Regions from separate parts of the Sus scrofa genome. Here region 1 is linked to region 2. A link is a contact called in public HiChIP or PLAC-seq data. All regions are on one chromosome and are shown on one strand. The core of a region is the stretch at or near the end of the contact, and the rest is flanking DNA. Distances in the headings are between cores, read along the strand shown.

Region 1 (3,625 bases), core at 409-2,908, 490 kb before region 2:
GGGGAGGGGAGGGTGTGCTTCCCAACCTCAGGTCCCAGCTGTTCTCACATTGTTAACTCCACGTCCTCTTCTCCAATAAAACAAGCCAGTCAGGCGTGGTTATACAAGGCTGTGTCCCTAATTTTTATGCCAAAAGATTTTGCTGTCCTGCGGGGTCACAGCCTGGGTTGGCAGAAGTGTGAGTGCAGATTGGCTCCTGAGAACCAGAGCCTGTCTGTCTGTCCTCAAGGGGTGGGGTCTGTGTGAGCTTGACCTGGTTCCACAGCCTAGTGAGGTGGCCGCTAGGTGGTGCTGTTGCTCAGTGAACCATTGGAGGGAAATCGGAGGCTCCAGCCCAGAGAGGCCCAGCTCCTGAGGTTCAGATGAACTTCCAGTTCTCCACATTCTAATCTCAAATCCACAAACCAGTTAGACCCAAAGGATGCTGGATCTCACCCGTGAAACAAAACCAATTTCCATTGCAAGAGATGCTTCAGACCTCCCTTTTGGAGAGCTGAAGTCTGTCAGCTGCTGCTTGTTAAGTTTTACTTCTTAACTCCCTGCCCTGGACTGAGCCTGAGCACTTTATCATGGTTGCAACAAACTTTCTAAAACCTTGGCCTGGGGTTTCTTCTGGGGCTGGAATAAAACTTCCTCATTTGCTCCATGAGTGCAGCTTGTTGGTTAGGAAGCAGCTGAGGCCAGCAGCTGGCTGCACTTCCTGCAGCCTTGACTTTGCATAAACTGGCCCCTTGGGAATCCCCAGCAGGCCGCCTCACTCATTTGGGTGGCATAGTTCAAAAGCCACCTCCACAGGGATTCCTCTACCTTTGTTGCTACTGTCTCTTCAGGCTCTGTTCCATCCCCAAACTGATCATCTAGAAAGTTGGATTTCTGCTTGGGGAGTTCCCATTGTGGCACAGCGAAAACGAATCTGACTAGGAACCATGAGGTTGTGGGTTTGATCCCTGGCCTTGCTCAGTGGGTTAAGGATCCGGTCTTGCCATGAGCTGTGGTGTAGGTCGCAGACTCGTCCCGGATCTGGCATTGCTGTGGCCATGGCATAGGCTGGCAGTTGTAGCTCCAATTCAACCCCTAGCCTGGGAACCTCCATGTGCTGAGGTTGAGGCCCTAAAAGGACAAAAAACAAAGAATTTCTGCTTGGGAGCTGCTGGTGAATATAAGGCCTTGCTCCCAAAGCTCAGGTACCCGTGTGGGTGATAGGCAGGAAGATGATGGGCTGCCAGGAGTCTCCAAGTCCCGTGTGTGTATGGACTTAACAGGAGTGAGCCTCGTGGGCCCTGGCCTAGGGAAGCACGAGCAGGTGGTGCCACAGTGGCGGAAACAAGTCTGGAGCCTTAAGACCTGAAGGTGCGGGGCAGGCAGGTTGGGAGACATCAGGGCTAATTTCTGTTCAGCCACTCCCGTGGGCAGCTCTCTGGCTGACAGGTTTGGAGGTAGAAGTCCCTGCTTGGGCAGAAAAGACAAAGCGGGTATTTCCCTCGGGGTTGGGGGGCTTTCACGGATCTGCTTTGTGGTGATAAAGGGCCTCCTAGGCTTGAGCTGACTTGACCTGCCAAGTTCCCAAGCAACCCGGATCCCACCCACAGCTCCCCCTCTTGGCAGCAGAGTGATGCGTACAGCCCAGAGACCCCCCCACCTCATGACAGGTTGGAGATGAGAGATGGCTTTCTCTAGGGGAACATGATTTGGTAACTTCTCTGATTTGAATTGAGCTTTCCTCCAAAGGAAGGGACTCTTGGCGTGGTCTTGGGTCCCCAAGCCCCACTTGCTTCCTGTGCTCACTGGGAGCAAAGGCAGGGCCCCAGTGGAACCCTCACCGCCACCGCCACCTCCACCTCCCTACTGGCAGTTGCTTCCTGCACCCAGCTCCAGCCCGCCCTGGGGAGGGGCTGAGCCCGCCCTGTTCATGATAAGACGCAAGGGCTGCCCTCTGAAGAAAGCTCCAGAGAGAAAGCGGAGGGGAAAGAAGCGAGCAGTGGCCTGCAGGTGTGCGGGCTGAGGCCAGGAGTGGCTCACACCCTGACCCCCCACCAGCAACCCCACCCCCTTGCAGACAAGGTAAGTGGGTGGGAGGCCGGAGGCCCAAAGACCCTTGTCTTCCCCGGCCTCCCGGTGCCCCTCTGCCCAGCGTGCCTCTCTCCATGTGGCAGCCTGGACTTCCCACTGCCCTAGAGAGGCTCCGGCTGGTTTGGGGTGATGGAGCTGAGCTTTGGGCCTGATCCGGACTATTTTCTGACCTGGGTTTACAACCATTTCCAGGGTGGGCAGCTGCCAGTGTGGGCTTGGGGCCGGGCTACGGGCATGGAGCTGAGTCATCTTGAGGGAGCCCCTTCCTCTCTTACCCGCCCTCATCTTCCGTCTGGTACGAAGGGAGAGGGCTGGGTGACGTGGTCGCCGAGGGTCCCTCCAGCTCAACCATCTCCGCTCTGCCTGGAACGACTCGGCCCGTGTCTTGCTGCCGTTGGGGCGTTCTGGCCCGAGGGCTCACTCTCTCCCTCCCGCTTGCCCCGGGGAACCACGGGCGACCTGCCAGGCCCCGGTTGCCCACCCAGCGTCCTGCCCACCCTCCCGCAGAGCCACCGCAGCCATGGCGGGCATGCAGACAGCCACGGGGGACTACATCGACTCGTCCTGGGAGCTGCGGGTGTTCGTCGGAGAAGAGGACCCCGAGGCCGAGTCGGTCACCCTCCGGGTCACAGGGGAGTCGCACATCGGTGGGGTGCTCCTGAAGATTGTGGAGGAGATCAGTGAGTGCCCACGGGTCCCCTGGCACTTCCGGGCCGGCCCTGCTGCGCAGCTCTCGATAACAGAGTCGCAGTGACTCAGGCAGCAGCTTAATCATTTGGTTCCAAAAAAGATATTTCCCCAACTTAACTTCCGCTCCCTCCCGCTGTCTTTCCTTCCTCCCCTCCAACTGGCTTTGCTAAGACCCCAAGGGGCAGCCCCAGTCCCCCGTTCACCCACTTCTGGGCAGGAGAGGCCTGGCCTTGGGGGTCATTCTGGGGGTCTGAGGGGAGAGCAGAGGGGGCTCTTGGTGACAGGGACTCACTCCCACACCCTCTCCTCAGGCGGAAGCCCTCAGCAGGCTGGTGACAGGCCCAGCCTGGGTGGGAAGGCCCTGCCCCCACAGGAAGTTACAGCAGAGCGGCCTGTGGTATCAGCCTGGAAGGGAGCAGGCCTGGTGATGGGGGCTTCTCATCGCCTTTCTCTGCTGGGAGCGGGGGCGGCCCCTTCCTGGGAGGGCAGCAGGCCCACTCCGATAGCCAGAGCCGGAAGGCAGACCCACCGATAGGCCCAGGCAGCCTGGGTCCCAGGGCCCTTGCCCGTGGGGACAGGTGGATTCCTCAGACCAGCTGATGTGCCCTGCAGAGCCCAGGAGGGAGGTCGGTCAGCTTGTGGACAGCACGGGGCCCCGGGCAGCCCGGCCAGAGGCTGAGGTGGTGTGGGGAGCTTCTAGAAGGCAAGGCCCAAGGAGGCCGTGAAAGCAGAAGTGGAGACTGGCGGGTCCCTCAGGAGGCTGGGCGTCAGATGGAGACTCAGCAGGCCTGGCCTCGTAGGGCAGAGAGAACGAAAACCCGGTTGGCCCTGGGGCATGGCCCACGGCAAAGCAAGAGACCTAAAC
Region 2 (4,207 bases), core at 1,134-3,633:
TACCGAGGGAGACAGACACAGAAACAAACAATCACAAAACAGCGTGGCACACGAATGTGGCTTTACACGGGGTCTGAACAAAGGAGGAGGAACAGAGGTGGGAACGACAGATCCTGCCCTGGAGGACGCCACAGACACGCCACACCTGAACTGAGTTTTGATAACACGGAGCAGGAGGCAAGGAGACAGGAGCAGAATGCCAGGGTGGGAGAGGAGGCAAGGGCTATGGAATGGTAAGTGCACCCGCGTAGCTGCAGAATGAGGGGCTGGGATGGGCGGTGGGCTGTAGAAGATGAGGCAGGAACGCCAAGCTGGCCTGAGACAATGGAAAGCCTTAATCCCCAGCCGAGGCGTCTTGAAGGCAATAGGGAGTCATAGAAGGTTTTTAAGCATCAGTGACATGCCCCTCACCATTCAACTCCACAAACACTCATGAAGCACAGATGCTGGAGGATGCTGAATGCCCTTTCCCGCCCTCCGAGCTCCCGCCACGCACACGCTCTCGATGTCGATGAGGCTGCTGTGACGGCGGTTCCCTTCCTGGTCTAGTAGAGCCTTCAGCTCCTTGATCTGCTCAGCGAGCTCAGGATTCAAATCAAACTCCGCTGGGAATGCTGAGATCCAGTACCTGGTGGAGGCTCAGAGTCACCCAAGGCAAGCCCTTCTCCCACCATTCCTTGGGACGGTGGCTCCCCGAAAAGGGGGAAAGAGCCTCAAAATGGGGCTCCCCTCACCCAGCTCTTTACTTTCCGCCCCCCCCCCCCGGGCAGATCAGAAGACAGGACCCGGGCCAGGACCGGGAAGGGGCAAGCCCGGGGCAGCCCACCCACCATGGACAGGGCCAGCGTTCGAACCCACACGTCCAACTTCCAGAATGGGCTAGTTCAGGCCAGTCTGAAGCCTGAGAGAGTGGAGGAGAGGACAGAGACCCAAGAGGAAGACTCACCTGACCAGATGGCACGTTTTCACCTGCAGCGAACTGGAGTTGTCCTTCCGGGATTGTTGGTAGGTGAAGGAGAGTTAAGGAAAACAAGGATGGGGCCTTACCCTAGCAAGGGAGCCAGGGATGGGACCCGGGTTCTGGAGGGAGGCTGAGGGCAGCGACTGATTCTGGGAGAAACTCTGGGGGTGAGGTCTGGGGCCCGGTGAGGCTCAAGCTCCAGAAACAGGCTGAAGGCAGAGGCGAGCTTTGTGAGGGTACATGGGTGGAAAGGGGGCTAGGCTCTGGGAGAGGCTGAGAGCGGGACCTGGGTTCTGGGAGCAGGGACAGGTCCTAGGCTGTAGGGAAGGGGAGGGCGAGGCCTAGGTTGGGGGGCAGGGGGCGGGGCCTTAGTCCTGAGGGGCGGGAAGGGGTGGAGCCTATGCCCTCGAGGGAGCCTGGGCCAATCCCAGGACGTGGGAGGGGCCCACGATCTAGGACCCAAGCCCATCCTCTACCCCCACTGGGCAGCGGGGCGGGCGGAGCTAGTTTATGGACTCGGACCGCAGGGCCCTTGGCGTGGATGGCGAAGGATATATGTGGAGCAGTTTCGCCGCCAGCTGAGAGGAAGGGATGTACCAGGGGTGCATCATGAGGAACATACGCACCAGCTGCGGGTCCCGCACCTTCCCGGAGTCATCTAACTCCGAGGGGTCAAAGAGAAGCGAGGTGACCCTTGGTCCAGCAGCCGTGGTCCCTAAACCCTAGCCCGCAGCCTGCCGGGTATCTGGCCCTGGCCATCTCCCGCCTTCCCAAAGCTCCAAAACCAGGAGGCAGATTATAAAGACAAGGTCAGTTGGGAGAGGGATAAGGCAGGATCCAAGGAGAGAAGCGTCAGAGTGGGGCTCGCAGTCCGGAGGGGAACCAGCTGGGGCGGAAGAAGCCTGGGTTCCCCGGGGTCAAGAATCCAGAGGTCATTTCCTGAGTGCTGGGGGAAAGGGGCACCCCCTCACCAGATAAACCGCCCCCCATCAGCCGGAAACAGCTCCCAGGCCGGAGATAGCCAGTTCCTCCGGATCCCCCAGGGACACAGATACTGTTCCTCTGTGTGTCAGAGTCTGGGGACCCTGTCCCTCCCTTCAACCCTGGCATAATAAGGAAGGGACACATTTCATCTTTCTGCAGCATGTGGATCTCTCTGCCCTGTGATGAAGAGGAGACTTTCCCTAGAGGCTTTGGCACGAGGAACTGGGTGGGTCCGGGACAGAGGTCTGCCCTGGGAGGCAGGAGCCCGGGTTCAGGCTCCCGGCTGGGCTCAGGCTGGGTGTGTCCTCCGGTGCCACTCACCGAAAGCTTCGATGCAGCCACGGAGCAGCTCCTCCACGGTGCAGCCCTTGTCCAGGTCTAGGGTGCCCGCCATGGCCGCCGGCGGGGTAGGCTGGGCCAACTTGCGCTCCGGGAGCCTCCCACGGGGCTCGGACCGGACCCCTGTCCGGAGACAGGCAGAGCGGGAGTGTGAGGAGGCGCGGGCCGGGCGTGCGGCCCCGTGGGCAGAAACGGGGCGGGGCGTGCACGCCCCCTGCTGGGCAGGGGCGGAGTCGTCCGCCGCGGCCACTCCCGGGGTTAAACGGTCTGGTCCGGGATGGTGCAACCCACCAGTTGGGAAACAAACCGGCCGAGAAGCTTCCGGCCCACCCTTGGAGTCGCGGGAGGACTGAGGGACTCCCCGGGGATGGAGACGAGTCAGGACTCTGGGGGCTGGGTGGTGTCGCAGCCCCCTCTCCCCGTAGGCCCTCTCGTCCTCAAGTCCTCTCCCCAGAGGCACCTGCAGCACCCCGCAGCCCGGTTCTGCGCCCCTCCCGCTTCCCTCCCTCCACAGCTTCCCTTCCCCCGCAGGGTTATTTTGGGAACCCAGAGCCTGAGGGGACCTCGGAGGAATTTCTCCCTGGGATGAGAGGGGGGAGGAACCCAGGCGTCCTGCCCGCGTCGCCCCCTCTCGGGCTCCCAGGAAGGGGAGGCGGGGCTGTGGCAGCCCCCAGGGGCCTGCCCTTAGGAGGGGGGCTGGAGTGGAAAGGAACATTCCTGGGAGGGGGGGCGTGGGGGGGGGAGCCCGCTGCGGCTCAGAGGCGTCAGCGGGAAGCCTGAGCCTGGGAACCGCGCGCTCCCAAGCCACCTCCTCCGTGACGGCCCCAAGGATCCCGGCTCAGCCCTTCCGCAGGCCATCTTCATCCTCAGCCCCGACTCCTGACCCAGGCTCCCATACTGCACAGTCGAACTGAATGCACACACAGGCCGTCCACACTCGGGCACGCAGAGTAGGGTGGCCAGAAGGGGGCGCTAGTGCCGTGGGGGGTGAAGTGTGCCTGGTGGAGAGACTCCACCGGCAACTCCAGTCACTGGCAGAGTCAGACGCACCCGTGCAAGAGCAGACACCCATTCCATATACCCAAGGCCAGGAACCCCCCACTGGGGTGCCAGAGTTCTGAGGTTCACAAACAGCCCGGCCTCTGACAATTTCCTCCCATCCTCTCTCACACACACAATGGCCCTCAAACCGCGCACACCTGCACGAAGGAACCCCCGCACACATACCGAGCTCTCAACCCCAAAATGCAAACCCGCTGAAGGGGCCGGCTTCCGGACCTGCTGTTCACTAGAGCCAGGCCAGCCTGGAGCTCTGCAGCCACGACAGCACTGACATCCACACACGTGTGCACACACGCAAGACCGTGCACCTACACGCATGTACACTCTCCCACACATGAACACACCCCGTGGGTGCACACACACGCCCATTTCGCCCCCGCCCCCTTCATCTGCAGTATAGGACCAGCCCTGCGGTCCCAGCTCCCTGACAGTCCTCACCCCTGGACGCTGGCAGAGCCGTGCCTCACCGAAGGTACCCCGCCCCTACACATACTCCCCCAGGCCTGGGGTGGGAAGCCAGGGGCTCCTCTATGGAGTTCTCTGGTAGACTTTTCCTAGGAGCCACCCAGAGACATCGCCGCCTGGTTCTGCCGCTTCCTCGCTGTGTGACCTTGAGAGTCACTTGGCCTTGTACAGCCTCAATTTTCTCATCTGTCAAATGGGGGGGTCCGCCGGGGAAGGTCCCGCTGAGACGCGGCTAGGAAGACCTGGGTACGCTGCAGATGCCAACCCCTCCCGCCGTTGTCCGGGGAGCTTCGGCTCTCTCTGCAGGTCCCTCCTACCCCCGACTCGGGCTGCAAACTCCCCACCTACCAACCCACCCGCCGCCCCCAGCCCGCCTGCGCGGCCTTCCGGGGCCCT

The links. HiChIP or PLAC-seq counts read pairs in DNA pulled down with a chosen protein or histone mark.
Region 1: an H3K27ac HiChIP or PLAC-seq map of alveolar macrophages shows a contact between it and region 2. The contact joins the promoter of FERMT3 here to the promoter of RASGRP2 in region 2. A contact is called at or near these places in 1 of 5 promoter capture datasets (fetal skeletal muscle), 1 of 47 Hi-C or Micro-C datasets (embryonic fibroblasts) and 1 of 2 datasets of contacts at active chromatin or transcription factors (alveolar macrophages).

Annotation. Positions count from the first base shown.
Region 1 is chr2:7,907,925-7,911,549 of Sscrofa11.1, reverse strand. FERMT3 (fermitin family homolog 3) reads left to right here and starts at 1,658. Exons shown (of 15, transcript XM_003122594.4): 1 at 1,658-2,061; 2 at 2,578-2,750. The coding sequence starts at 2,591. STIP1 (stress-induced-phosphoprotein 1) reads left to right here. Exons shown (of 15, transcript XM_003353794.4): 15 at 1-107.
Region 2 is chr2:7,422,981-7,427,187 of Sscrofa11.1, reverse strand. It overlaps RASGRP2 (RAS guanyl releasing protein 2), which reads right to left and starts at 2,383. Exons shown (of 17, transcript NM_001244158.1): 1 at 2,267-2,383; 2 at 1,517-1,619; 3 at 947-1,009; 4 at 497-628. The coding sequence starts at 2,339.